Linked DNA regions of Mus musculus: all the other regions are linked to region 1. The links are chromatin contacts, called in public promoter capture Hi-C maps. All regions are on one chromosome and are shown on one strand. Each heading gives the region's core, a stretch centred on a gene start, on an enhancer-like site or on the middle of the called end of the contact. The rest is flanking DNA. Distances are from core to core; before and after follow the strand shown.

The links. Promoter capture Hi-C pulls out the DNA fragments that hold promoters and counts their contacts. Capture Hi-C pulls out chosen DNA fragments and counts their contacts.
Region 2: a promoter capture Hi-C map of liver shows a contact between it and region 1, with 2.1 times the contacts expected there. The contact joins the promoter of Exoc8 here to the promoter of Slc7a5 in region 1. A contact is called at or near these places in 2 of 39 promoter capture datasets (liver and pre-B cells).
Region 3: a contact with region 1 is called in a promoter capture Hi-C map of liver, with 2.9 times the contacts expected there. The contact joins the promoter of Arv1 here to the promoter of Slc7a5 in region 1. A contact is called at or near these places in 1 of 39 promoter capture datasets (pre-B cells) and 1 of 9 other capture datasets (liver).
Region 4: a contact with region 1 is called in a promoter capture Hi-C map of liver, with 5 times the contacts expected there. The contact joins the promoter of Urb2 here to the promoter of Slc7a5 in region 1. A contact is called at or near these places in 1 of 39 promoter capture datasets (pre-B cells) and 2 of 9 other capture datasets (adipose tissue and liver).

The regions. Positions count from the first base shown.
Region 1 is chr8:121,905,226-121,912,278 of GRCm38.p6, forward strand. It overlaps Slc7a5 (solute carrier family 7 (cationic amino acid transporter, y+ system), member 5), which reads right to left and starts at 2,461. Exons shown (of 10, transcript NM_011404.3): 1 at 1,841-2,461. The coding sequence starts at 2,381. It overlaps BC048644 (cDNA sequence BC048644), which reads left to right and starts at 2,608. Exons shown (of 2, transcript NR_167716.1): 1 at 2,608-2,788.
Region 2 is chr8:124,894,460-124,901,512 of GRCm38.p6, forward strand. Exoc8 (exocyst complex component 8) reads right to left here and starts at 3,246. Exons shown (of 1, transcript NM_198103.2): 1 at 1-3,246. The coding sequence starts at 3,167. The coding sequence ends at 1,017. Sprtn (SprT-like N-terminal domain) reads left to right here and starts at 3,435. Exons shown (of 5, transcript NM_001111141.2): 1 at 3,435-3,922; 2 at 4,617-4,716; 3 at 5,748-5,876. The coding sequence starts at 3,699.
Region 3 is chr8:124,718,060-124,725,112 of GRCm38.p6, forward strand. Arv1 (ARV1 homolog, fatty acid homeostasis modulator) reads left to right here and starts at 4,107. Exons shown (of 6, transcript NM_001368372.1): 1 at 4,107-4,283. The coding sequence starts at 4,125. It overlaps Ttc13 (tetratricopeptide repeat domain 13), which reads right to left and starts at 3,913. Exons shown (of 23, transcript NM_001373939.1): 1 at 3,678-3,913. The coding sequence starts at 3,903.
Region 4 is chr8:124,019,079-124,026,131 of GRCm38.p6, forward strand. It overlaps Urb2 (URB2 ribosome biogenesis 2 homolog (S. cerevisiae)), which reads left to right and starts at 2,419. Exons shown (of 10, transcript NM_001368414.1): 1 at 2,419-2,448; 2 at 4,382-4,520; 3 at 5,978-6,154. The coding sequence starts at 4,395. It overlaps Taf5l (TATA-box binding protein associated factor 5 like), which reads right to left and starts at 2,319. Exons shown (of 5, transcript NM_133966.3): 1 at 2,111-2,319. Mir1967 (microRNA 1967) reads left to right here and starts at 3,563; the gene lies at 3,563-3,644.

The DNA of each region.
Region 1 (7,053 bases), core at 1,211-3,710:
CTAAAACCTGACTCTCAGTGCTTCCTCGGGGTCTTTCCTAAGGCATGGAAGCCAGGGAACACTATGTTCCCCAGAAGTGCCCTCGAGAAAGAACAGGGCACTCACTCCATGAACACTGAAACTCTCCTCAGAGTGCAATCCTCCGGGAGCCGGCGCCCAGGCCTTCAGAGACCTGGAAGAGCACCTGGACTCTTGGTATAGCATTGGAAATGTAAATGAGCTAAATACCTAATAAAAAATGGAAAAAAAGAAAAAAAAGAAAACAAATTTTAAAAGAAAGGACATTTGCCAGCCCTCAGTGCTCACAGCCTCCTGTGGGCAAGCATTGCTTCCCATATGTCACTAGCACCTGCAGTTTCCAGAACTATCTTGACAAGAGTGTGGGCTCTTTAAAGACAGCCATGCCAGCCTGGCATGATGGTACACACACTTACTGCCTGCACTTGGGAGACAGAGAACTGCAGACCAGCCAGGGCTGCATAGCATGAGCCTGTCTCAAAACCAAGCAAGCAAGCAAGCAAGCAAGCAAGCAAACAACAAACCTTAAAGGTACCCACGACATTCCTTATCCCTAAAGAGATTACCATCCATAAGGAGAACTGGACAATTAAAATTGAGTATGCAGTGTCCCGTTTGAGGCCAGGCTCTCCCTGGACTGCCCAGTGCTTTTGAAGACCAACTCTAGCTATGACGGTTTACACATGAACCAAGCACACAGAAGACCTTACTGGTCATCATCCAACTGGCACTACAGAGCAGAGTGGGTGGTCTCAGAATTGAAGGGCACACCCGGCTGGGTCTGATAACAGGAGACAGTCTCAGGGCCAAAGCCAAAACAGGCACTGGCATCGAGCAGTGGCCCCAGTGCTAACAGCAGCCCCGGACTTCCATGGCTCACAACCAAGTCTAGCCCACCTCCCCATCACCCTCTCTGTGTGCACTATCAACACAGCTCTCAAAACAAACAGATACATCGGTCTTAGCTGCCTGAACTCATCTGTAATTTTGAAAGTAGCATGATTTATTTCCAGGTTGCTCTCCACCACCAAATCATGTGGCATTTGCTTCAAACGATCATTTTCCCCCAGTCCTGAAAAATCACACAACTGTTTTTGAAAGCAGAAATCAATCCGTCTTGACCTATGCGTCCCATAAAGGCTACACTCAACAGCTGTTACCTGGCACATCTTGGGACCCCTCAAGCCCACCCACACAGACTGTCGTCTGTCTGCAGCCGAGTTTCTTTTAGTCCTTTACTGACAGGCAGGCTTTACACGATTCCGCTACTCATCTTAAACGAGCAAGCAGCCATCACTACCACACACAAATTTATTACTACTGTTTTCTTATGAGTCAGCCAGTTCACTGATTCCTGATAGGCCGGTTTTAAGAACATAAGTGATTTTTTTTTTTAAACTGCAATTTCCCTCTTAGCAACCAGTCAGCAACTGAAGCTGAAACAGGAAACTGGCATATCTGCCACTCCACGTGGTGCTTTGCTGAAGGCAGGGAGTGTATTGCTCTCACCCGGGACAGAGTAGATCTCTCGTACTTAGAATTCAGGTCGGGAAGCGGGATGCCTGCCGCGGGGTCAGAGCCGCGACCCACTGAGGTCTCGCGAGGGCTGTCCCGAAAGCATAGACACTATGAATGGATTAAAGAAACGCACGTGGGTTCTGGGGCCTGTGACTTTAGCCTGGAACTGCCGAGATGGTTCAGGGATGGACAGATGGAGGGATACTGGGATGGGTGTTGCCGAGCTGTAAACGCAGGAACCTTGGCTCGCGCCCACCCGGCCCCGCCCCAGCCCGGCCCCACCCCAGCCCGGACCCCTACTTACGCACGCAGAGGCAGGCCACGAGCTTGGCAGCTTCCTCGGGCACCGGACAAGTGGGGAAGACCGGCTTGAGCAAGTAGGTGGCGAAGACCAGCGCCACGATGTACTGCGAGGAGGGCCGAATGATGAGCAGCTCGATCCAGAGCTTGAGGAAGGCGGGCAACGAGCCGTAGACCTCCAGCATGTAGGCGTAGTCGCCGCCTGACTTGGAGATGGTGGTGCCCAGCTCCGCGTAGCAGAGTGCGCCCACGATGGAGAAGACGCCGCACACAGCCCACACCACGAGCGACAGTCCGGGCGACCCCGCTTCCTTGAGCACGCCGGTGGGCGTCACGAAGATGCCAGAGCCGATGATGGTGCCCACGATGATGGCCACACCGTTGAGCAGCGTGATATTGCGCTGCAGGGTCACGCCTTCGCCCTCGGGGTCCGCGCCGTCCCCGCGCCGCGCCTCCAACATCTTCTCCCGCGCCTGCCGCTCCTCCTCCGCCGCCGCCGCCGCCGGGGTCGCAACCGCGCGCCTCTTGGCGCCCGCGACCGCCATGCTCTCGGCGTTCCCGGCTCGGCCTGGATACCCGGCGTGCGCGCGGCCGAGCCGCTCTCCGCGTACTGAGAAGTGCGTCTGCGTCCGCCCCGCCCGCGCGGCCTTTTATCTCTACCGTTACCCGCCCTCCAGGCTCCGCCCATCGCCGCTGCTGTTGGTTCAGCTCGCAAAGGCCCCCGCCCCCTCAGCCCGCGCGACCCCGCCTCCTTCGCGGGCCCCCGCCCCCAAGTCTGTTAGAGCACGTGGAGCGTTAAGATCCTGAAACTGAGGACTACTGATGTGTTTAACGCGGCGTGACTACTGATGGGTTTATCGCGGCGTGTTTCACAAGATCCGAATGTTGTACGCGGGTGGAGAGTCGACTCACACCTCCTCACAAGTCCTGTGCAGGATGTCAGGGCCGATTGGTAAGGGCGTGCTTCTTCTCCCGCCCCAGGCGGCGCAGAGGACTTGTCAAGGGAGAAAGCACCGGAAGGGGGGTGGCTCAGTGTATAGTCCCAACACCTGCCCGGAATCCTGGCCCTGCCTCGCGGGTGTTTATCTCCGCTTCCTCCAGTGTGCATATCCTGTGCGTCTGGGAGATGAAGGATAAATATCTTATCTAGGATAAGTGGGGGTGGGTTGTGGGGTGAGGCACCCCTATAGTCCAACTTGGTCCAGAGGAAACGAGTCTGAGGGCGAAATGATCCGTCAGCTCTGGAGGAAACGGAAGAATAGACCAGAATGGTAGCCAGCTTACTCCTGGACTTAGATATCCATCTGGTCCCAAGGAGGGTCTTGACAAAAGCTCGATTAGTGGTACACCCAATCTGGAGAAGCAAGTTTTAGAAGGGAACCAACCCAATCTACTGTAGGGTGAAAGGGCTTTAGGTTGTCATTCTTAGGAAATCTTAGGTAAGAGGGTTTTTGAGATAATGTGGTCACACATCTGGAAGGTTCAGCATCCCAGGCCTGGTGCCATCATCGTGGGCACCATTATCAGCTCTGGCATCTTCGTGACGCCCACCGGTGAGCTCAAGGAAGTGGGTTCAAGCCCTCGTGGTATGGGCTGTGTAATTTGAGCTGATGGTACGCTTGGAAAATTTCATTGGTCAAGATAAGTCCAGGAGCCCCAAGACCCCCTCCTTTTCACCAGCTGTTCCATTTTCTGTCCAAAGGAGTCCCCAGGAAAACTCACAGACAAGCAGAAGGGAAGGTGGGGGGGGGGGCTTAATTTAAGAACCTTCAGACTTGTAAGGATACAGAGCCCTGTATGCTCTGCTAAACTGTCCAGTCTGCCAAGCCTTCCCCACTGCTGAGGCATGACCAATGAAGAAATTCAAACTTCTCCCCATCTTTGGATCTACTGCTGCAGCCAAGAATGCCAGAGCTGCCCCTTGGAAGCCCATGTCGGGGAGGTGTTCAGCCAAAGACTCCAAGGGTCACTGGAGCTACCTCCCCCAACCCCCAGTATGTCAGCCATTCACAAGCAATGACAAGCTGGTATCTCTGTAGCCTGAGCAGTGGGAAGCCATGGAGCTAAAAGGTCACACCAACATTAACCATGCCACAGTACAGACTGCCTAAACTGATGGCTTTGGGAAGATTGAGAAACTTGCTTCTCATTCTTGACATAGTCCTTTCAGAGGGCTAAAAGCATACCACCAACCCACTGAGACATCGCTAAGATTCCAAGGTACATCGTCTAACTTAATAGGACACGTGGCAACTCTTAGAAACACTTCATAGTAAACGAGGAAGCCAGTTCTGCAGTTGTGTAACTTGCCTGCCCAGTATGCGCAGCCTCACGGCCTCCTACCTCCAGGCAAGCAGCCTGCTTACCTCTCACCTGTGGGTGGCTAACTAACCCTTGCTTCTTTTGGAATCTGTCCTTGTTCCCAGTGGAATCTGGGTTCTGCATCGCAGCCGTGGGAAAGCTTTGATTTGAACCAGAGATAGCAATAGTCCAAGGAGGTATAAAATCACAACCATAGTTAAGTCAAAGCCACTACCAGAGGCCAAGGACGGTGGTCGTGGAGGAACACAGCAGGTTCAAATGGCTCTTCTGGGTCTGGAGTTCAGAGAGAGAATGAACAAGAGATCAAGAGGGGGACCTGAGCCCTGGGCAGAAGCTGCTCTGGTGACAATACCCAGTGAATGTCCCCGAGACCCCTGGCTCGTGATTCTGCTGCTGCTTATCACAGCGTTAGATAAGACCTTAAACTTTTTCCTGCAAAGCAACCGTTGGTGTGTATTATCTCTGTTTGGTGCCCCCCCCCCCCCCAACACCTCTTCAAACAGCTAAGACTGAAATGTTTTCCAGGGGCGCCATCTACTGGTGGATGGAGGAGCAGTTTCATCTTAAATTTCCTGACTTGGGGCTCCCGGTGTGTGTTCCTAGTGGTTAGCTCTTCAACTGGTCAGTAATTTATTTAAAATGGTGTTGGACTGATTGGATGTTGGGGAGCCTGTCTTCCTATCTCCATCTTGAAACGAGAATGCGTACCTTGTACAGTCCTTCATAGAAGAAAGGGGCGGGGCGGGTCATCGGAGCCCCCCTTCGGCCCTCTGGCCGGTACTTCCCAGGTGTGCTCTCCCACCCTAGGTACATGTGTCTGGGTGTGGCAGAGCATTAGGGAGGTAGAAGGTTGACTGGGGAGGTAAGGGGACTTAGTATAGATACTGCTATGTTGACACTGCTATCTGGTCACCTATGCTGCTGTAAGTAGCTGGGTACAGTAAGCTCACTCACTGTATTAGTTAGGGTTTTACTGCTGTGAACAGACACCATGACCAAGGCAACTCTTATAAGGACAACATTTCATTGGGGCTGGCTTACAGGTTCAGAGATTCAGTTCATTATCATCAAGGCAGGAGCATGGCAGCATCCAGGCAGGCATGGCGCAGGAGCTGAGAGTTCTGTATCTTCATTCTAGGAGAATACTGATTTCCAGGCAGCTAGGATGAGGGTTTTAAAGCCCACACCCACAGTGACACACCTACTCCAACAAGGCTACGCCTTCTAATAGTCCCTCCCTGGGCTGAGCATATACAAACCACCACACTCACCAACTTGGACTTGCATGGAACCGGGCCTGTCAGTGCGCTATCTGGGGATGAGTAGAAGTCTGTTTGCATCTACCCATGAAAAGCCACACAACAGCGGCACAGTAACCGGAGCGTTTCTGCAGATGGAAGTGTGTGCAGTCGCGCCTCTCTCTCTATCACATCAGTACCAAGGGTTGAACTCGGGCCATTCGGATTGGCTACAAGCATCTTTAACCGCTGAGCCATTTTTTATGAACCCTGCCTCGGTTTGTTGTTGTTGTTGCTTAAAATACTTAATTTTTCAAAGATTTATTTTATGTAGATGGGTGTTTTGACTACATGTGTATCTGTGTACCCAGTGTGTGCCTGGTGCCCACAGAGGACAGAGGAGGGCATTGGGTTCCCCTGTAACTGGCGTTACAGAGGGTTGTGAGCCACCGTGAGTTTTGGGAACTTCCAAATTCAGGAGCATTTGAGTGCTACTGAGAAAGATCCCCAGACTGACAGGAAATTCTGACGAGATTAATCTCAGCCCTAGAAACACAGCTGGCCTCTCTCTCCTCCTGTGGACACAGACTCTGCCCCTGAACCCAAGAAGGCCATGATCGATCTGCCTGGTGGTCCACGCCTGCAAACCCAAGTCTCAGCAAGCTGAGGCAGGAGGATCACGTGTTCTAGGCTGGTGTGGGTGTGTGAGGCCCTGTCTCAAGCTTGAGTGAAACATGTAGGCCCTGTTCCTTTACAGGCTCCTCAGGCCATCAATGAGGGGCCTGAGGTGGAAGCAGACTGCTCCCCGCTGTCTCCCTGAACACAGAGATGGGTAGGGAGCATGGCAGAGGCAGAGGTTAAGGACAGGAAGGAGTGGCTCTTGCCAGCAGTCATGGTATCACACACCACACAGCTGGTCTGCAAGAGAGCGGAGGACCCGGCTCCCTCCGAGAGAAACAGGTGCTTAAGCCTCGGTACCACAAGAAGCTTCTGGAACAGAGGCTGAAGGACCATGTCTGTCTCACAACCACACACGCAGATACTTCCCCATTCAGAGAAGTAAATTTGGTGAGAACAGTGAGAGGAAGGGCAACAGCTAAGCCAAACAGCTTAGAGACCAGGCATCCCTCAGTGTCTGTGGCTCTGGGAAGAGAGATGTAGGAGCTTGAAGGGGCCTCTGAGTGTCAAGTTATGTGCTATGGTGGCAGGCACCACAGCCCACTGTCAACAGAGGGATAAAGTCTTGAGCTGTGCAGTAGCCATTGACCACAGAGCACAGCTGAAGACGGACACAGCCAGGCCGCGGGGACTTCCCCAAGGACACTACTCGAGGGGACTGAGTATCCAGAAAGGGGGAGGTTTCTCAGGTCTCAGAATGGCTGCCTGTGCTCTGGGGCTGATAGAGGCTGATAACACAGAATGGGCGAGGGTCAGGGGTTGGGGAGTAGGGTACAGAGACGGCCATCACTGCCGAGACTGTGGCTTTTGTCCCAACGAGGCAGTATTGGGAGATTGGCCAAACGTGGCCTCTTCATGGGGACCCAGCAAGAGTTCTCACACATTCTTAAACACAGAGAAAGTAACAAACACAAGAGCCAAGGACAGAGCCTTGAACTTTCAAAGTTGGGCCAGATATTCTGAAGACAATGGTGTGCCG
Region 2 (7,053 bases), core at 1,996-4,495, 3.0 Mb after region 1:
AGGTCATCCTTGGTTACAGCACCAGCCCAAAACCAGTCTGGGCTGAAACTTATCTCAAGAAAACAAAATGACCAAAACCAAATCTCTGGCATTCTTAAGGAGTGACATTGCATTCTTTTTTTTAAAACTCCTAACCTACACACAGCCTGAACTCTTCTCAGACAGGGAGTTCTGCATTTGCCAGAAGTCTCAGTGCCTCCAAACCCAGGCTGGTGGTGAAGTGTCTGCAGGGGCTGGAGTCACTTACCCGCCTACTGCTAGGATCCTTGGTGTGGCTTTTCAGCAAGACTTACTTCCTGAACATGGCAAAACACGCTGCAGCAGCAAATCCATTCAGTTCTGGAATATGTTAAAAATTCAACGTAGTCCTTGTGATTCTCCCACCTCCCCCAAAAAGATGCATCCAATTAGCCATGGAACATGCTACTTTTCAGTGACTTTTGGATGCCTGCAAAGTTTTATAAAGGCTTCCTTCCACATGCTACAAATACTGACAGACCTGAGGCCCACATATTGAAATTTATCCCAAACCAGTTTTCCCAACTCATTTCTTTTCATGTTGATCTGTCTCAGTACAGGACACAGGTGTGTCACACAGCACTGACCATTACGAAGCCATTTTGTTGACTTGGAATGTTTTACAACATACTTAAACCCTGTGGACCTAATATTTTTCTAGGCAGCATGGAAGTGCACTGCTCCTAGATGTGCTAACGTGAGAAGTGTCTTTCAAGTTAAAGAGTAGCCTGAAATGTTCTGGTGTGACCATACACTCTACTTAAAGAATTATTAAAAAACAGAGCAAGACATGGTATGTGCTCTTGACAGTCCCAGTATTGGGGGGTTGTATGTGATGCTTAACACATTATCTTTCTCCTTTTGACTGCATTTTTCAGAGGGCACTTTTATATGCTGTCTGTGTCTCTGAGGAATGTGCTGACATTGTGTAATGTAAATACAAATGACGCATCTGTAGCACGTGTACACGTACACACACAAAGACACAGAGCAGAGCCTCAGACCACAGAAGTCGTGCTCTCGGGATTCACCCGCAGGAGCCGGGATGCGTTCCGGAGGTCCTGCAGCTGCTTGGCGGGCTTCCCCACACCTTCCTCAAACCTCCTCTCCACCACCGGGAGGACAGTTTCATAGAGAAAGGATGCGTTCTGCCTGATGAAGGCCTTCTTCTCGGGGTCCTGCTCACAGCGCAGGCTGTAGTCCACATGCTGCACAGCCACCAGGATGATTTCTACCAGGCTCTCCAGGAGCACCATGTGGAGCTCAGGGAAGTACAGTTTCAATGCCTCCTCCAGGAAGCCCATAGTCTGCTTGGTGAAGGCTACCACCGTGTAGCTCAAGTTCACCCAGCAGTCATCTCCCGTGTACTGCTCAAAGTTACTGACCCCGCAACTTTTCATCTCCTCCTTGAGCTTGCCCAGGGCCTCAGGAGTCATCAGGTTCATGCGGCGCCACATCTCCTCCGAGTTTCGGTGCTTGGTGGCTTCAATGATAATCTCCTTGTAACTGTGCAGGGCGCCCTGGATGTCCTTCACCAGCAGGGCGTGGATGATGAAGGTGAGGTCCAGCCCAATCTCTCCCAGCTGCTGGCAGTGCTCCTTGGCCACCTTCACACACTCAGCAGCGGTGGACAGGCTCTCCTTGCTGTCAAAAACCTGCTTGCTGAAAGCATCCACGAACATGCCCATGGCCGACCTTGCCCAGACCACAAAGGCAGAGTAGCAGCCACTGTCAGTGCCTGCAAAGTCCGTCTCAAACTCTCTCGCGGTCTCTAGGAGGCTGGTAAAGAAGACGTGGCACAGCTTGTGAATGTAGAGCAGCGTGGCGCCCTCAATCCTGAGCTGGCGGATGGCAGTGTGCACGGCTGCGGCCCTGTTCCTCAGAAACAGCTCGCAAGCCTTCGTGCACTGGCCCAGCCGGATCAGCTGAGACACGGCTCTCCGAGTAGCCTTGGGGCCGCCTCTCAGAGAGCGATCCGGGGAGAGCTCAAACACAAGCACCTCGGTGAGCTGTCGCACTCGTTCGTCCACTTTGGCCCTCAGCTCTTTCACAGGAGGTGGGCTGGGCTTATCTTCCAGGTAGTGATTTAATTTGTCCAGCAAGTCCACGGCACCCTCAAAGTCCCTCTGTGCAATACAAACATCCAAGTCTTCCGGCAGCTCTTGGATCCACTCCATGGAAAGGTCAACCTTTTCCTCCTCCGCCTCAGGGGTGGCCAGTTCTTCATCATCCTCGTCCTCAAACGGGTTGCTGCCCTTGGAAGTGACCGGTGGTGGCGCACGCGGGGCTGCTGCCTCCTCCTGCTCCCGCCTCCTCTTGTCGCTGAGGGCCCTCTTGGTTTCCTCCAGCACTTCCAGCCACTCGCGCTTGATCTTGGCATTTTCCGCCTGGAAGATTCGGCTCTCGGGGAACATGAGAAGCTTGAACATGTCTTTCATGGGCGGATTGTCTTTGACGTTGACCACCGCCAGGCGGTCCAGCGGGTAGAGTGCGTTGTAGCGGTACATGCCTCGCCGTTGTGGCAGCCAGGTGGCCACCAGCAGACAGTCGTTCATGAGGAAGCCGTGCACGCGCTGCAGCTGGGCCATGTGGTCCGCATCGTATTCCACCAGGTCCCCGTTGTACACCAGGTACTGACCTGGCGTCTCCAACAGGTCCCTGCAGCCCTCCACCTTCTCCAGCAGCGTGGTGAGCGTTCGCTGCTTGCCCTCCTCGCCCGTCCCGGAACCCTCTCGAGGGACGCCCGCCGGCCCGGGCAGGAAGCCCGCCTGGACCGCCCCGCGCTCCCGCGGCCCCGCGCCGGCCGTGTCCTCACCCGCAGAGGCGCCCGCGGCGGCGGCGGGCAGCAGTGCCAGCGGGATGCTCTCCAGGCTGCTCTTCTGCTCAGTCAGCAGGTGGCTCAGCTGGTACATTTCGCTCTCCAGGTAGGAGATCTCCCGCGCCGTCTCGATGAACTGCCGGTAGTTCTGGTAGACGTTGCGCTTCAGGTTCTGTGCCGTCTCCTCTGCCAGCGCCTGCACCCGCTGCCGGTGCTCCTGCAGGTCGCGGTCGCCGTCCGACTGCTGCGACAGTTGCTTCACGTACAGCCGCGCCTCGAAGCCCCCCGACTCCAGCTGCCTCCGCAGGCGGCTCGCCCCGCTGTCCGACATGGCTGCCACTCGTCTTGCTCCCGCGGCCCGCAGTGGCTGTTACTCGCCGCCTCCGGGCCCCACCCGAGCCCGGTGGAGAAGGCAGCGGAGGAAGCGGGGCGGGAGCAACACCCAAACGCCTGCGCCGGAGCCGAGCGCTGCATTGCGCCTGTGCCAGAGTCGAGCCGCTCGCACTGCGCCTGCGCCCGGGGCGGAGTGCGGACAATGCGCCTGCGCGGAAACGGCAGCGTCTTAAGGCGCGTGCGCGGACGAGCCAGCACGGAAGTCAGAGGAGGGTCCGGCACGGACCAGACTTGACGTGTGTCGCCGGACCTCAGCGGCTGTCAGGAGACAACCGGCTGCCTAAAGCCGTCCCCAGCCCGAGCCCAGCGTTCCTAAGCCTGTGCCCGCGGGGCAGCGCCGAGCCACCTTCGGTTAGGCGTTCGAGGCTAGCCCGCGCGCCCTGACAGCAGGGCCGGGAGGCCTCGCGAGATCCGTGCGCCGCACGAGCCCGACCGGCGTCTTGGGAGCGGCCGAGGTGGGAGTAGCGGGATGGACGAGGATCTGGTGGTCGCGTTGCGGCTGCAGGAGGAGTGGGACGTGCAGATGGCGCGGCGCGCGGCGGCGGCGCGGGAGCCCGTGTCGTTGGTGGACGCGTCCTGGGAGCTGGTGGACCCCACCCCAGACCTGCAGGCGCTCTTCCTGCAGTTTAACGATCGCTTCTTCTGGGGTCAGCTGGAGGCGGTGGAGGTGAAGTGGAGTGTGCGCATGACCCTGTGAGTGCGTCCGCGAACGGCTCGGAACGTCGGGAAGGGCCAGGCCGCTAAATTGTCGTTGGTGTCCCCGCCTCGCGGCGCAGGGAGAGGTCGCCGGGAAACGTGCCCACTCCCCAGTCCCGGGCCCAACGTCCCTCAGTGATGAACCAGCCGGATCCCTTATCAGAGTTTGAGAAATCCTATTCGAGATAGTAATCTGCCCCGCACATACACTGTCACATAGCAGCTTGAGGTAAAGCAGGCTAAGACGTAGTGTACTTCTAACCTCATACCAGCCCTGTGACTGTTTTGGGAGAAGTGCCCATGTATGCCTGTGCGGAGGGGAGAGGGTGACAGTGGGTGAGGGTTAGCAAGTGTTAACTCTCTGAAGCCAAGTGACCCACTCAGGAAAGCCATCCTCCCATCAGGGACGTTTTCTTGTGAAACAGTTCTTGCCCAAGAACTGTTAGGGATTTGCTGCCCACCCCCACCCCCTTTTTTGTGGGGAGAGGGGAGAGGGCCTCACTATGTATCTGTGGCTGTCCTGGAACATACTCTGTAGACCAGGCTGGCCTGGAACTCGGAGATCCTCCTGCATCTGCCTTCCACGTGCTGGGATTAAAGGCCTGCACCACCATGCCAGACTAAGGTTTGCTTTTTGTTCTGTCTCCTCTGTATTCGTTGACCCTAATCCATTGTTGTGACTGTTTTCCAGGTGTGCTGGGATCTGCACCTATGAAGGGAGAGGAGGCATGTGCTCCATCCGTCTCAGTGAGCCCCTGTTAAAACTGAGACCAAGAAAGGACCTTGTAGAGGTATTCTTTGCATAAGCCTGATTCTCAACAAGTTGATTTGCAGGATTTATTTATTTATTTATTTATTTTTAAGAGATGGGTTCTTTGTTTGTTTGTTTGTTTGTTTTTCGAGACAGGGTTTCTCTGTGTAGTCCTGGCTGTCCTGGAACTCACTCTGTAGACTGGGCTGGCCTCGAACTCAGAAATCCGCCTGCCTCTGCCTCCCAAGTGCTGGGATTAAGGGCGTGTGCCACCACCACCCGGCTAGAGATGGGTTCTTGATAGCAGCCCATACTGGCTTCAACCACAAGATCCTCTTGCCTCTACCCAAGGGTTTACAGCTGTGCACCACCATTCCTGGCCAGGTTATTTTGTTGATTTTAAGAGACAAGAGTCTCTGTTCCTTAGGTTGGCCCTGGTCTTTATGCTTCTCTTGCTTCAGCTTCCCCAGTGAGCTGTCATGCCCATACCCAGCTATTTTTAGAGGGGTTGATGGTGAGCTGATCTCAAACGCCTGAGCTTTCTGCCTCCATCTTGAGATTTGCCATCACGGGTACGCACCAGGCTGTCGGCTCTTTCAGTGTTGGCATTTCCGGTTCGGCACCTGGAGTCTGGATTGTAGAGTTTTCACTATCAGGATTTTAAAGTTTTGTGTGGTTGGATTCACTGACCTTTTGGGTTTGGGTTGGTTAAGTTAAATGGGCCTTTGTGAAAAATGTTAATTCTGTGAAGGGGATTGTTGACTGGGTTCTGCAGAGCTTGGAATATTATATGTAAAGGTTTGTACTTGGGTCTGCAGAAGGATAGGACTGCAGGTTAAGAAAGAGAATTCATGCCGGGCGTGGTGGCAGAAACCTTTAATCCCAGCACTTGGGAGGCAGAGGCAGGCGGATTTCTGAGTTCAAGGCCAGCCTGGTCTACAGAGTGAGTTCCAGGATAGCCAGGGCTACACAGAGAAACCCTGTCTCAAAAGACCAAAAAAAAAAAGAAAGAGAATTCCTTTTATCTTTAGACATGCCCTAGAAAATTAATACGCTGGTTTTCTGTTTCAGACTCTTTTGCATGAAATGATACATGCCTACTTATTTGTCACTAATAATGATAAAGACCGGGAAGGACACGGCCCAGAGTTCTGTAAACATATGCATCGAATCAACCAACTGACAGGAGCCAACATAACGGTATACTGAGCCACACAGGTGTGGGGAGCAAGCAAGATCAGGGTTTTACTGTCTAGCCCAGTCTGGCCTCAAACTCACAATTCTAACTCAGCCCAAGTGGTGGGATTATGGGTATGTGCTACCAAACCCAGTAGCCATTCAGTAAAAGTGAACTAGGTAGAAACGGATATTTTTAGCCTTGAGCAAAAGCCCTATCATCTAGGCTCTAGGTGGAGTGGCTAAGGAGCCAGCAAGCCTCTTTGCTGGGGCTTCCATTAACTGCAGGTCAGCATCTCAGGCATACATTATCCTCCTCTGACCTTCAGGGGCAGCTCCAGCTCATCCTAAATTCTCCCTCATCGTCCCGACAGTGACAATGTTGGAGGAGATATCACAGCCAGGGCTGAGGTGTGCTGTCCCCTACACTAGGGGTCATGCCTATATCCAGAACTGTCTGTTGCTATGCAATGATGTAACAGCAGTTTTGAGCTCTTGACCGTAAGGATGTACAGTGTCTCAGCACCCTGAGCACTGACTAAATGTTGTTAATTATGGGGATTTTCTTTGTTTCCTTGGGAAGGATTTGGCCCTTTAGCAGTTTTTATCATTTCTAGGAACTTAAGCAAATATGTGTGCTTTCTAACATTTCCCTTTTTACTTAGTTTTATTTTCTATGTGCATTGATGCTTTGCTTGCATGTGTGTCTATGGGAGTTACAGACAGCTGTGAGCTGTATTGTGGGTGCTGGCAACTGAACCAGAGTCCTCTGGAAGAGTAGCCAGAGCTCTTAACCGATGAGCCATCTCTCCAGTCCCATGGTCTTTCTCCCTGTTGGCAGTTTATTAAGGTGCTGTGGTAAACCTCTTCGGGTCTAGCTTTTAGTGGTGGTGGTGTTCATTCTCTGCAACGTTTACTTTCATGGAGGTGTTTTCTGGTTGTGAGTTTTCCCCCACCAAAATCTTTTACATATATATATATATATATATATATATATATATATATATATATACATATACATATATATACACATACATACATACATACATATACATATATATATACATACATACATACATACATACACACACACATACATGCTTCTATCTTTATACAGTAGGAAGTTTTAAATTGCCTGATGTTTCCCATTATAGTGAACTTCTGAAAAGAAACTAAATATAGTAGCTGTCCCCAAATGGAA
Region 3 (7,053 bases), core at 2,857-5,356, 2.8 Mb after region 1:
GAGCTAGAGACCAGTGTGGGATACACATAGCCTGGCGTGTGGAGAGCTAGATGCAGAAGGATCAGACGCTGAGAGGCATAGCCTTGCCTGTGGAGAGCTAGAGACCAGTCCGGGATACACATAGCCTGGCGTGTGGAGAGCTAGAGACCAGTCCGGGATACACATAGCCTGACGTGTGGAGAGCTAGAGACCAGTCCGGGATACACATAGCCTGGCGTGTGGAGAGCTAGAGACCAGTCCGGGATACACATAGCCTGGCGTGTGGAGAGCTAGAGACCAGTCCGGGATACACATAGCCTGGCGTGTGGAGAGCTAGAGACCAGTGTGGGATACACATAGCCTGGCGTGTGGAGAGCTAGAGACCAGTCTGGGATACACGACAGAACACCTCAAAAGGAAAAGAAGTTCATCGCTCCTCTCACTGCAGAGGAGGAGAAACCAAAGGCGTGTTGGAAGTTACCAGAAACGCGTGTGATTGATTACTAAGATGTAGCTTCAGACATCTGTAAAGAACCAGGCGGCGTTCTGCTTGAATGACACACCATGTAGGTTTGTAGAAAGAGCAGAAAACCTGAATTCTTTAGTCAGAGCTCCTCTCCAGAGCTCCTCTGTCAGTACAGCCAGTCTTCGCTCACTGCCTTGCACAACATCGGCAACGTGGGACTCCACCCTTCCCCCCCCAAACACTCCTCTAGTCAGGTGTCCCGGGTCTGCTCACCCTACACCAAACTCAGCTCCCTGTAAGAGACTCAGTCAGGTGATTAAGGTGCAGCACACTCATCCATGCCTGGTACACACACAGCTTTCCTGTGGCTACACAGTCCAAACCACTAGGATCAGTGACACATTTTAATACACATGTAAAGTCTGAAATCCTAAGTGTTATTTAAAAATACAAGTTTTGGGGCTGGTGGCTTAGTGGTTAAGAGCACCGGCTGCTCTTCCAGAGGTCCTGAGTTTAATCCCCAGCGACCACATGGTGGCTCAGTACTATCTATAAAAGGGAATCTGATGGCCTCTTTTGGCATACAGGTGTACTTGCAGAGCACTCGTTAAAAGAATAAATAAAATTAATTAAAAATAAACAAATAAGCAAAACTACTTATTTCAAACCTGTGGTAGTGGTTTAGTTCCAGCACTCAGGAGGCAGAGGCAGGTGGATCTCTGAGTTCGAGGCCAGCCTGGTCTACAAAGTGAGTTCCAGGACAGCCAGGGCTACACAGAGAAACCCTGTTTCGAAAAACCAAAAACCAAAACAAAACAAAACAACAAATATAACTTTCAATAAGTTTAAGATGTAGGACTTATTATATTAATGCTTACTGAAATTATGCCGATATGCAAAAAAAACCTACTGAGACTATAGCCCAAAATCAAATTAATCCCAAACCTGGATTCTTCCGAGGGAAAGCTTGCTTAGCTTTTGACTTCAGTTTCCTCCTGGGAAAATGGTAATGAACACTAACTAGCTCAGTGTTGACAAAAGGCACAGAGCGTTTCATATTGTGTAATGGGACTGGGGAAGAGAATTGGGGAAAGACTCCGCTCGGTATTTCCTCCCACACTTACAAATTAAAAATAGGGCCACAGGAATAAGAAAAAAAAAACAAATTTTTATTTTGAAAATAAGTTTCTCAGGTTTTGAGGCACATGCCTTTATTCTCAGCACTCAAGAGACTGAGGCAGGAGGACTGTCACCAACTCAAGGGCACCCTGAGCTACATAGTGAGTTCCAGCCTAGGCCAAAATAAAGCAAAAGAAAGAAACAAACAAAGAAGAGAAACGAAAAGAAAAAGAAAAAGAAAAAGAAAAAGAAAAAGAAAAAGAGGAAAGCAAGAACAAATAATATAGCAGGTAGTTTCTTCTCCTAAAAGAGTAGGATTATTCTCTCAGGTCTGAAGCAGGCCCAGGGGTTAAGACCCAAGTTTGGTTCCTAGCACTCACAATCACCTGTAACTCCAGCTTCAGGTGATCAGATGCCCGCTTTGGCCTCTGCGGGCCTCTATGGCCACCTGCACACACCTACCGCCCTCCACAAAGACAAAACTATAAGTAAATCATATTTAAAAAAAAACAAAACAAAACAAAAACAAAAACAAAAAAACCTTCTCATGGGAAAATAGGATCGAAAACATTGCAGAGACACATAGCATCCTTGCAGGTTGGCCAGGTTCACTTTACCCGGGACCAGCAGGGCCAGCCATTGCTGACGGACACCTCCAGCCTGATCCACTTGCTCTCACTGGAACCATTTTCTCCTCCACCATAGGGGGTGCTGCAGTGTGAGACTGAGCCTGAGCAAGTAAGCTGCACACTGAGACCCAAGCAGGCATCTACCCCTCAGCAACTGGCACCTGAGAATAACGCTGCAGCTCTTTGCCCCAAGTCTAGAGTCTGGCTTGACGTGGGCAGGTAAGAAAGTGACCACGGTATTCCAAAGGTGCCCTCGTGGTGAGGTCAGACCTGTCTGATTTGTGAGACCTGAGAGGTTCTGGATATCTAGAGCAGACCATTGTGTTGGTGGTATGGGGGCTGTAAATACTGATGAGAATAGCCCCTCGGCTATGACACGCTTACTTGCCTGTCCTGAATTTGTCCCCACAGTCTAGGACAGGTGCCTGAGGTAAGCGTCACAGAGTCCAACTTCCATGTAATCGTCCAGGATTGGGACAAACAGAAGAGAGGCATTTCCTACTAAGAGCCTTTGGTGGTTAAGACAAAATCTGTCTGTAAAGTTGAGCATGGAAGCTCACACTTGTAAGCCCAACTTGGAGGGTTTGTAGAGAAGGATCGTGGTAAATGCAAGTTCAAGGCCAGCCTGGGCTCAGAGAGACCCTTTCTCAAAAACAAAACCTCATAGTCAAGTAAACGGAGTCTCCTATTTACAGACAAGTTCACAGACAGGTAACCCCCTGCCCTGAATCAGGAGGTGACATTAACAATGGTCATTCGATTCACTAAGGAATGCTGGCCACATCAGCTGCAACAGTGTTGGGAGGCAAAGCCAAGACACAAAATAAGTCCAAAAGCCATTCCAAGAAGTCAGATGGTGCTCAAAGGAAGTCAGATTGCACTAATCTTGAGACTGCATCTCAGCTAAGAAACTAGGTAGTGTTTGGGTAGGCATATGGTGCTGAACATTGGTGGGATGTTTTAAAAGGCATTATCAGCCAGCTGCTACTAGGTATAGAAGACCCAGACCTTCCCCACGGCAAGTCGGAGGGACACCCACTGAGGGGAAGGGAGAGTGGAGAGGGTACTGATGGGTAAAAACGCCCACTGTACAACTCAAAACAGAAAGAGCATGTGCATTTTGCCCAGAGCCTGACCAATGAATGAGCCTGAGCAGCTGGAATGCACGCAGGAATCAGGCCTGAAGCTCTCTCTCTACCGTTGGGGGTACATCTGAGGAGCACGGGTCAGTGCTCATGTCACCCCGCAAATCCAACCTGCTTGCACCTCTCAAGATTGGATTCCTGAGGTGGGGATCGGGCAAATCACCTACCGGAGCAAGCAGAAAGAAGTCTGACTTCCTGGCCCGTGCACGCCAGCAGGCACCCTCCAGGCAGGTCCTTATCCCCGCCGCCCACCTGAGCCCATCCCCGGTGCCCCCACTTCCCAGATGCTTCCACGCTGGGCAGGGGCGGCCCAGGGAGAGGGCGGCTCGGCCCACTCACCGCACTCCGGGTACTGGTCCGCCCAGTCCCCCGACTGCGGACAGCCGCCGCCCGCCGGGGCCTCCTGCTGCTGCCGGTGCTGAAGCTCCTGCTTCAGCAAGGACAGCGGAGAGTAGTGCTCGGTGGCCCGCGCGCAGGCCAGCGCCCCCAGCAGCAGGAGCAGCGGCCGCACCACCGCAGCACCCAAGCTGCCCGAGCAGCCGCAGCCGCAGCCGGCAGGTGCCATCTTCCCGCACGGCGCAGGCGCGGCCCTGCTCTGCCCGCCGCGGGCAGGTGGGCGCGGCGCGCAGCCGCAGTACCCGCTGGGAGTTGTAGTCCTCGCCCTGTTAGCCTCAAGCACTCATTCAGCGCTTGGACTACAAGTCCCAGTAAGCCCTTGGGTGCCCCTCCCAAGGCCAGTCCAGGCGTCTTCCGCCAGCGGCCGGAAGCAGGAGCCCTAGAGTGGCCATGGGGACCGGCGGGCGTAGGGGGACGCGGTCCGGGAAAGGCACGGAAGGCGCAGCGGCGACTTCTTCCTCTTGCCTGTATCGTTGTATCGAGTGCAACCGAGAGGCTCAGGAGCTGTACCGGGACTACAGCCACGGCGTGCTCAAGATAACCATCTGCGTGAGCGCGCCGGGGGGCGGGGCGCGGCTAGGAAGGCGGATCCGAACTTGCTGTGGTCCGGGGCGAGGCCTGGGAGCTTGAGCACGTGGGGGAGGAGTGGTCCTTGTGATGGTGTGAAAGAGAAAGCAAGGATGTGCTTGAAGACTGCCTAGGCCATAGATGTTCTAAGACTTGTGGCACCCAGGAGTGGTGGCGCATTTCTATGACTCCAGCACTCCACTCGCATGCCAGGCAGGAGGAGAATCACGAGTTGGACTCCAGCCTCGATTGCCGCGAGAGAGAGAGAGAGAGAGAGAGAGAGAGAGTGTGTGTCTCAAGCGAATAAACGAGTGATGGAGAGAGATGTGATTCACTAAGGAAATAGGAATTGTAGCAGGAAGCGTGTCATTCTCTTGTTGATCCTGAGGAGATGGAAGCAGTATTTGAGGTCTGGTACTGTAGAGAGTTCTTAGAAGAAAACTGTGTCTTATCGGGGTACTTGTCAATTTAATAGTAAATAATACAACAATTTAACCGAAATGGAAAGCATTTACCACGGCCGGGGATGTTGCTCGCCATGTAGGGCAGCCTTAGATTCCGGCTCCAGCACCACGCCTGTAATCCCTGCAATTGGGAGATGGAGGCAGGAGGTCCAGAACAGAAAGAGAGGGAGGGAGAGAATGAATGTCTCTCTGTGTGTTTCCTCTTTATACTCTTAAGTGAAGGCAGGAGGAAGCAGTGGAGAGAGTTCTGGTGGGAAAGGACTCACTGATTCATCAGGTCCACTGATGGAGGAAGTCAGCGTGCTCCCTATGTGAGGATGGATGGACACAGGGTAGTAGAAGGAGGTTCTTTGGGTAGAGGTCACTGCCTCTCATTGTAACAGTCTTCAGATGGCAAGATGGCATGCTGTCTTAGCCTTCTAAACTGTCAGGTCCCTGAGGTTAGAGGATTGTGAGTGGCTCCAGGTGATTAGCTTCTTGGAGCCCATGAAGTTCTGGGGAAGGAGAGCTCTTGTCCTGTCGCATCTACAGCACGAACATCTGGCTGATAAGTGATACCGAAGGAATAGGAGGAGTTTTGTGTTTCCTGATGCTGGTCTTTCCCCTCCTGCTTCCAAATTTGTCTGCCTCCTTGTCCTGACATTTGGGATACTGTCCAGAAGTGGGATTTAGCTAGCTTTTAAAAGACAGAGAGGGACTTGCCATTTTAACAGTTTCTCTTGGCACTAATGGTGCATCTCTGGGCTTGGGGGAAGAGATATAACCTCCACATCTGTGCAGAAAAAGGGGATCTGGGAAGAGCCTCCGTCCTGGGCTCGACATCTAAGAGTGCTTGCTCTTAACTCACAGGTAATTGAAAAAATGTTAGCCTCTATGCCTCCATTTTGACAGAGAGATTGACTTTTTTTTTTTTTTTTTTAAGTTTTTCGAGATAGGGTTTCTCTGTGTAGCCCTGGCTGTCCTGGAACTCACTCTGTAGACCAGGCTGGCCTTGAACTCAGAAATCCGCCTGCCTCTGCCTCCCAAGTGCTGGGATTAAAGGCGTGTGCCACCACTGCCCAGCTAGAGATTGACATTTGAGAGGGTAGCACAACTACCAGTTCACTGGTAACTGGAGAGGCGTGGTGTTCCTCACAGTGGTGTCTTCCCGGGGACAGGAGTCTGCTTTGTTATGTTGTACAGGGTTACAATTCTCCGATGCACTTGACTTTTTCTAGGTTTGGTGTGACTAAAAGGTGATCCTGGTCTGCCTGTGATTTCTGTTCCTGTCGGCCTTTCAGTGTTCACTTGGAATGGAAGCCACTCTTTTTTTTTTTTTTCCAGTGAATGGTAGCATTGGTGCAACTTTGAAACTAATACTGTTCCCATGTCCATGTCCACGGGTTGTCTAATAACCTGTGATTTGATGTGATTTAACCCAGTTCTAATTCTTCCCCTCACGGTAGAGGAGTCTGAGAGGAAGTCATTTGGAAGCTGAGGGAGTCTTGATTTGGGTGACGTAGGCCCAGGCTGCACAACCCAAGCCTGTGCACACAGTGTAGCAGCACGCTGCTGTGTCTGTGGTAGCAGAGGGAGAACATTTTATTCCAAGCTCTTGATCTCATTGGAGAAAAGGCCGGGCTTAGGTTGCTAACACTGCACCCTGATCTTTGCCCTCCTGGAGTTCTCAGAAGCTAGGACAGGAACTTTGTTGAACACTTACCTCCAGATCCACAGCCACAGTCTACACCACAGCCTGTCAGCCGAAGTGTGTTAGAGAGATTAACTTTTAAGAAATGGTAAAAATGAAATTGGAATTGAAAGTAATGCCTTACAGGGCTGGTGAGATGGCTCAGTGGTTAAGAGCGCCGACTGCTCTTCCAAAGGTCCCGAGTTCAAATCTTAGCAACCACATGGTGGCTCACAACCATCTGTAACGAAATCTGATGCCCTCTTCTGGAGTATCTGAGGACAGCTACAGTGTACTTACATTAAATAAATAAATAAATAAATAAATAAATAAAAGAAAGTAATGCCTTCTGAAACACTTTTGTGCCTGGGGTGAGTCTTTAAGTCAAGTTCCTGTCTGAGTTCTGCCTTGTGTGATTTGAGGCAGGGTCTCCTTATTCAACCCCTGCTGGCTCGGCATCTTACATGCCTACCTCTGTGTCTTACATGCTGGGGTTACAGTTACGTGTTACAACATCTGGCTCTCTTTGTAGGTTCTTGAGTATAAATGTAAAATATTGGTATTTCTAGCTAGAAGCTTATATTTAGTATTCATGAAACCACTTCTTGCATGGGTGAAT
Region 4 (7,053 bases), core at 1,169-3,668, 2.1 Mb after region 1:
ACCAGTGGCTTGCTCCAGCCTGGCATGCCCTCTTGAAGACCATCTTGGTGTTGGAGCAACAACTAAGGCTGCCTTGGAGCAGAGACCACAACATGGGATAACATTCTCCAATCACAGAGAGACTTCTCAGAGAAACCTGCTTTGTAACCTGGTACATGACACACACCAAAACATGGTTTTTAGGAAATACTGTCTAGAACGACCTGTACCTTCATGTTTTGTTTTAATGTTCTCTTAGCTTTGAAATTCAGATTAAAAATTTCTGTACTAAGCTAGAAGCTGTACAGAAGCAGGGATGCCTCTCTACTGCGACCCAGCCCCACTCCATTCCAGGCCTTCCTCCCAAAAAGCCAATGTGATGCATCAGTTTAAAACTCACTGCTTTCACTGGAGGAAACCCAGTGAAAAAACCCATCATGTCGTTTCGAGGTTTCGAGGTTTCGCTGGAATGCTGCTTACCCACTTCCATTTTCACTTTACTGAGGCTCCCTCACCTTTTAGCAGGCTTTGGCCAAGCCCTCTCCTAAGGAGGCACCCTTACAAATGCTCACCTGGTGTGAACAAACCTTGATGCTCTCTCTGTCTGGCTATCTCTTCCTCAAATGGCTTCCTGGTCTTTGCCCTTCTACTCCCAGAGCCTGGAACACCATCCCAGTCCTACACTACCATTGATACCTAATGTTTACTTAACATTCCGCTGCTGAGTAAGACGCCATCTTAAGTACTTCCCACAGACTATCTGCTTTTACTCTATTAGGCAGGTAAACGCTTCAGGTGGGACGCTGAAGCCTGTAGTTATCAGACAACTTGCCCAAAGTCACGCAGTTCCTGAATGGGAGGGAACGCAGTCTCGTGGACAGTGTCTGAGCCTGCACCCTATGCTCCACTGATCCCATACGGGACTGCAGGGGAGCACTGGGCCAACCGCTCACTGATGCTTATGTCAACGAGAGCCTGCAAGTTAATCAGCTAACATGCTGATTGGCTACGTGGAAGGCTGGAACCGTGACTTCAAGTAGTGTTCAATGAGCAGCGCTGGCGTCACACAAGGTCAAGCTAAAACAAGTCAGAAAAGAAGCAAAGCCCCTTCTTTTGTCCCCAGATGTTGTTCATAGATTGTGACAGAGTAACAAAAAGAATAACCAGTTACTAAGTAGTCAGAAGAGGTTTTTGCCTCTCTTCAGTGACAGAAGTACACACAAATCTCACAGTTGGAAGACTGTCCCAAAACACACGAACCAAATTTATTTATTACTGATGGCAAATACTGAAGGCACAAACTGACATTTTGGGTTTTCTGATTTAATATTCGCTTTATAGTTCATAAAACAAGGCTCTCATATGTGTATGTGTGTGTGTATGCACGTGTATTTAGACCAAGTCTCACTCTGTGGTTTAGACTGGTGCAGAACTCACTTCGTACACCAGGATGGCCAACAATTCGCAGCAATCTTTCTGCCTCAGCCTACAGAGTGTGGGGATTACGGAGTGCGCCACCACTACCAGCAGAGTCTGGGCTTAAATTACCCTCCCATTTTACAGGAGAAGAAACCGAGGCAGCAAGCTCGCCTGCTACACGGCTTGCAACTCTAAGTCTCTGCGGTCACCAACTCCATCCGTGACACTCAGCCCCAGGTTACAGCCAAAAAGTCTGTAACCTGGAGAAAGGCAGACTCCCTTCCTACTTCACTTTCTAATAGGGCGGGTCGGACTGGACGGGACTCCCGGCAGAGCCCCGAGGCTATCCTCCACCTGCCGGTCCCGGCGAAGGGGAAAACTCACCTCTCGACGCCGGAGCCACAGCGCCTGCGAGGTCCGCGGGGCCGCGTCTCCCCGCGGCAGCCGCGAGCCCTCCGTCCGCTGCCCACTTCCGCCGAGCGCCCTCGTGAGCTCGCAGTTGGCTCCGCGCGAGGGCGCCCGGCGGGGCCGCGGGGTCTCCGGGCGCGTGCAGCCGGGGCCGCCACGTGCGGGGTCGCTCGGACCCGCGCGCGCGCGAGCAGGGCCGGGACTGCGCAGGGGCGGGCGCGCGCGCGCGCGCTCTCCCGCCCGAGGCCCCTCCCCCGCGTCCCCTCCCCCCCCCCGCCCTGTCCCGCGCCCCGCCCGCACTCACTGAACATCCCAGGCGGCTCCCGCTGCCCCGCCGCCGCCCCGGCACCGGCTGCTTCCGTATCGGTTGCCCGCCGTAGGACTCCGTACGACGACCGGCTAGCCGGGTCCCCGCGCCCTACGTCCTCCCGCGCTCGCGGTTCTCGGTGGCCGCCCCATGACCGCCTGACGGAGCGGGCACGCCGGGCTAGGCCGCGGACGCGCGACGCCGCCGCGGCCAGGGCGCGCTCGGCGCTCCTCTAGCGATGTCTGCGTGACGCCCCTCCCCGCCCCGAGCCGTTGGCGTCAACGTCTGCCGGAAGCGCCTCCCTCACATGTGGCTCGCCGCCGTGGAGGTCCCAGGTGAGCGGACGGTTGGAGAGTTTGGGTTTCCTCTGCGCCGAGGCGCCAGTTTGGCGGATGCGGACACCAGTCCTAACAGGAGGGAACCGGCTGGAGAGCCGGGATCGGAGGAGCCTCTGCCCGAGGGAGTTCCCGCTATGGAACCCTGCTTGAGGTTCTGAACTGCTTTACCCCGAACTGAAGGAGCTCCACTTGAGAGAACCTTGATCTGAGGGAGACCCACGTTAGAGAGCACCCCGATCTCCTACACGGAGCTCGGACTCGAGGGAGCCCCGATCCAGGTAGTAGGATTTGAAGGTATCATGATAAACTAGAACCACCACCTCCTCCTCCTCCTCCTCCTCCACCACCACCACCACCACCACCACCACCACCACCACCACCACCAAAACCAAACTTTTTATTTGTATGGGTGTTTTATGTACACCCGCAGAGGATAAAAGAGGGGCGTTCCTCTAGAACTGGAGTGGTGGTTGTGAGCCAAGATGTGGGATATTGGGACTCGAACCTGGGTTCTCTGGAACAGCAGTAAGTAATCCTAACCACGGAGTCATCTTTCCAGCCCCCTAGAACATTGATTCTCAACCTTCCTAATCCTGCAACCCTTTGTTCATGTTGTGGTGACACGCCCCCCCCCCCCCCGCCATGAAGTTATTTTGTTGCTATATTATAATTGCAATTTTCCTACTGTTGGAAGCATAATGTGAATAAATACCTGGTTTGCAATCTTGTGGGCGTGTGACCCGCAGGTGGAAAAACCCTGCCCTAAACCCTTCCCGAGGTAGTCAGAGGGCGAGGACAGGAAGGGAGGCCTCTCAGTTCTGAAGGCCTGTAGTAAGCTTTCCAAAGTGCACAGTCTCTTGCCTCAACACAGCAGCGTGGTGAATGTTCTGTCAGGGTTTAAGCTAAGTTGTTTACCATAATGGAAACAAACTTTATGACTTTTAAAAACTCAAAAGGTTTAGCTGGGTTTCATAGCAAGTGTAGGTTGTTAATGTATCCTTTCCTTTGTTACTTGGGATTTTAAAGATTGTATATGGTTTTTGTCTACTGTAGCTGTGTGTGACGAGTTACTGTTACAGTAGAAGTAAGAGCATTTTTATTGAAATTAATGCCTGAATTCTGTTTCTTTCTCTCTTTGCTCCTTTTGTCTGACATTCATGAGGATCCTGGGGAGAAGATGCAGAATTCCCTGGAAATTGACTTACAGATCGTTGTGGGTGCTAGGAACTGGACTCGGGCTCTCTACAGGAGTCACAAGTGTTCTTTACTGCTGAGCCGTTTCCTCAGCCACATCACCTAATTTCTTTTTCACTTCAAGAAGCATTATTTTCTTCAAGTACTGTATTGCTTGCTTTTTTGCTTATTTAATAGTGCTACTCCTGTTACACAACACAGTTTTGAAGCTGTGCTAAACCATCTCTTTCGATCTTAAATCATGAATGGTGACTGTCATCCTGTGAGTGATTTACACACTTTGATTTCTCCTTATTGAATTCCTGTATTCTCTAAGTGTGATCACAGCAGGAGTACTTATAATCTATTGTCTACCTGCTTTTGATGAAAGCCAGTTTCAAATTAACTATATATTTGACACAACATCTTACCATGTATCCTAGGCTGGCCTCTGCTTCCTAATTGTACCCAATAAGGTATATAGGGAGGGGTTGGAGAGGTGGCTCAAAGTTAGGAGTACAGCTGCTCTCAGAGAGGACCTGGGCTCAGTTCCCAGTACCTCCATGGCGCCTAACTCATGACTATCTGTACTCTAGTCTCCAAGACTCTAATGCCCTCTTTGACCTTCTTGGACTCCTGAGTGCATATACTCAGGCACATATACATAAAAAATTTTCTTTTTAAAAGATACTGTCCATTTTCTGGTGTCTGTTCAGTTAGGCCTTATTATAATACTATTTTCCTTTTTTAATTGTAGAAGACGTGTAGCAATGGCTGCTGTTTATTCTGGTATTTCCTTTAAACTTAAAAGCAAGACAACTTCCTGGGAAGATAAACTAAAATTAGCTCACTTTGCTTGGATTTCCCATCAGTGCTTTCTACCAAATAAAGAACAAGTAAGTTTAACGTAGAACTTGTACGTTTTATGATCTAAAATAATTTCATGTACAGCTTGGATATTAACATTTAAAAGATTAGAAGACATGTTGGGGAGAAAACTTGATTTGCAGTCACTGTCAGTGAAGAAGCAGTGGGGCTTTTGGATTGCTAGGCGGGAAGTTGAGAAGTTGGAAAGTGCTAGTCTGAGGGCAAGCTAGAAGCAGGTAGGTACCAGTTATGATGTTCTATTGGGATTTCTTAAGTTGCTGTGGCTAAAAAGTAGGCAGTGCAGCTGTGGTAGGATGACAAGCTCATGGAATAGGGCTGGCCTCCATCCAGTGCTGGTATCAGACTGTATTATAATTGTGAGAGAAGTGACGAGGTGTGGTTTGCAGAACAGTTAGCTTACCTGTCAGTGTCCACACCTACTACGTGTTTGAGTCATCTTGACAGCTAGGCAGTTCCTTGGTCAGCGCTGCACAACATGAAACAAAAGGGTAATCCTGGTAGGCTTGAGCGAGAGCCCAGCTCGTCTGTCACACCTACGGACAGTGCTGCAGAGTAGAAGTGAGCAAGGGCAACTCAGTCCAGTGTTTGTCCAGCACACCTGAGGCCCTGGCTTTCTTATCGTCAGCATCACCACCACCATCTTCACGATCTCACACATATGGCACACACAGAAGACTCATACACACAGCTCTGCGAGCTGAAGCATCACCTTTTCTCAGTGTATTGTGCTTGAGAAAACACTGTTACAGGAATGGAAACTGCATGTGTCCAAAGCCCTTTTCTCCCATAGACACTTGTGCATCCGTTCCCCTTGGCTGTGTTTCCTGAATGAGGGAGACTTAGAAGTTACTTGTCTTGGGAAAATGAGCACACATGTCCGAATGTTCTGATTCTCATTCCTTTTTTTCTTTAATTATCCCTCATTGCCATTTGATTTGCATATATGATTGCTTCTGTGGACATTGTGGATATTTATGTGTTTCTCTTAGAAAAGACCATTGAATAATGTTAATTTTATTGAAACTTTTCTTTGAGGCCAGATGAAGACATCATTGTTTTTCCTTAATAAACATTTCAAGATTTCAAAACATTATTATAATGTTAACACAAGTGAGGATTAAAAAAAATACTTTCACTATACCTGTCATGCTGCCATTGAATTGAGACCTTTTGGCCTCAGCTTCCAAGTAGTGATATTAATAGCGTGTGTAATCATATTCAGCCTATCGGTTTCAGATAGGATCTTGCTGTGTTGCTCAGTCTCATCTTGAACTTGTAGACTGAAGTGCTGCTCCTGCAGTGAGTGCTTCAACCTCAGTGGTAACTGATACTGCAGATACACTTTTAACAGGAAATCGTTTTTGTTTTTCATGCAGTAGAATTTGGTCATGATTGGGTGAAAATCTTTCATGTAAGAACTTCATTTACAGAATATGTTTTCTATAAATGCTTTCTATAAATCCAGGTTTTACTTGATTGGGCAAGGCAGTCATTGGTTGCATTTTATAAGAAAAAGCTTGAACTGCAGGAAGATATTGTTGAAAGGCTCTGGATCTATGTAGATAACATTCTACATAGTAAGAAATTGCAGAACCTCCTTAAGGATGGGAAGACTGTAAATCTCCAGCTCTCCCTTGTCAAGGTAAGTGAGTCACGGTCTCTTCTGTTGACCTGTGCTATGTGCGTCTTGGTTCGTTTCTTGTTACTGCCAAGTTTTAGAAAATTATGTGAATATGTGGGAAATTGCAGGGAAAAGAAGGAAGTTGTAATAGTATCCCCCCCACCCCCCAATTTTTTTTTTTTTTTAAAACAGGGTATCTCTATGTAACCCTGGATGTCCAGGAACTTTCTACATAGACCAGGCTGGCTTTGAACTCAGAGATCTGCATGCCTCTGCCACCTGGGATTATAAGCATGGGCTACCGTGCCTGGTGTATGAATTAGTTTTTTTCTTTTTTTAAAAAAAGATTTATTTATTTTTATTTATATGAGTACATTGTAGCTGTCTCCAGACACACCAGAAGAGGGCATCAGATCCCAGTACAGATGGTTGTGAGCCACCATGTGGTTGCTGGAAATTGAACTCAGGACCTCTAGTAGAGCATTCGGTGCTCTTAACCACCTGGCCATCTCTCCAGCTCTGAACTAGTTTTTATTACTGTCTGTTCTCAACTCATGTTCCTCTTTGTATACCCATGTGCTGGGAATATAGATGTGTATCATCAGAGCCAGTTTGATTACTGTTTAACTGGAAAAGGTAGCTAGCAGATTTTAACTACACTGACACACGCATACACACAGACACTTGTAATTTTCTGGAGGGAGATCAAAGATCAAAATGGGCAGGAATTATCTCAAGAATTTGTGACTAAAATCAAAAAAGTCTGTATTTCTCTGTCAAAATAGTATTTCCGGATACCATGATAATAGGTATTACCATTAAAATCCAGTACTAATGAGCATTTAGTACTCATGACAGGCTCAAAGGGCATAAGGATATAGCTGTTCATCACATGAATAGTAAGTGGCAGTGTTGGGATT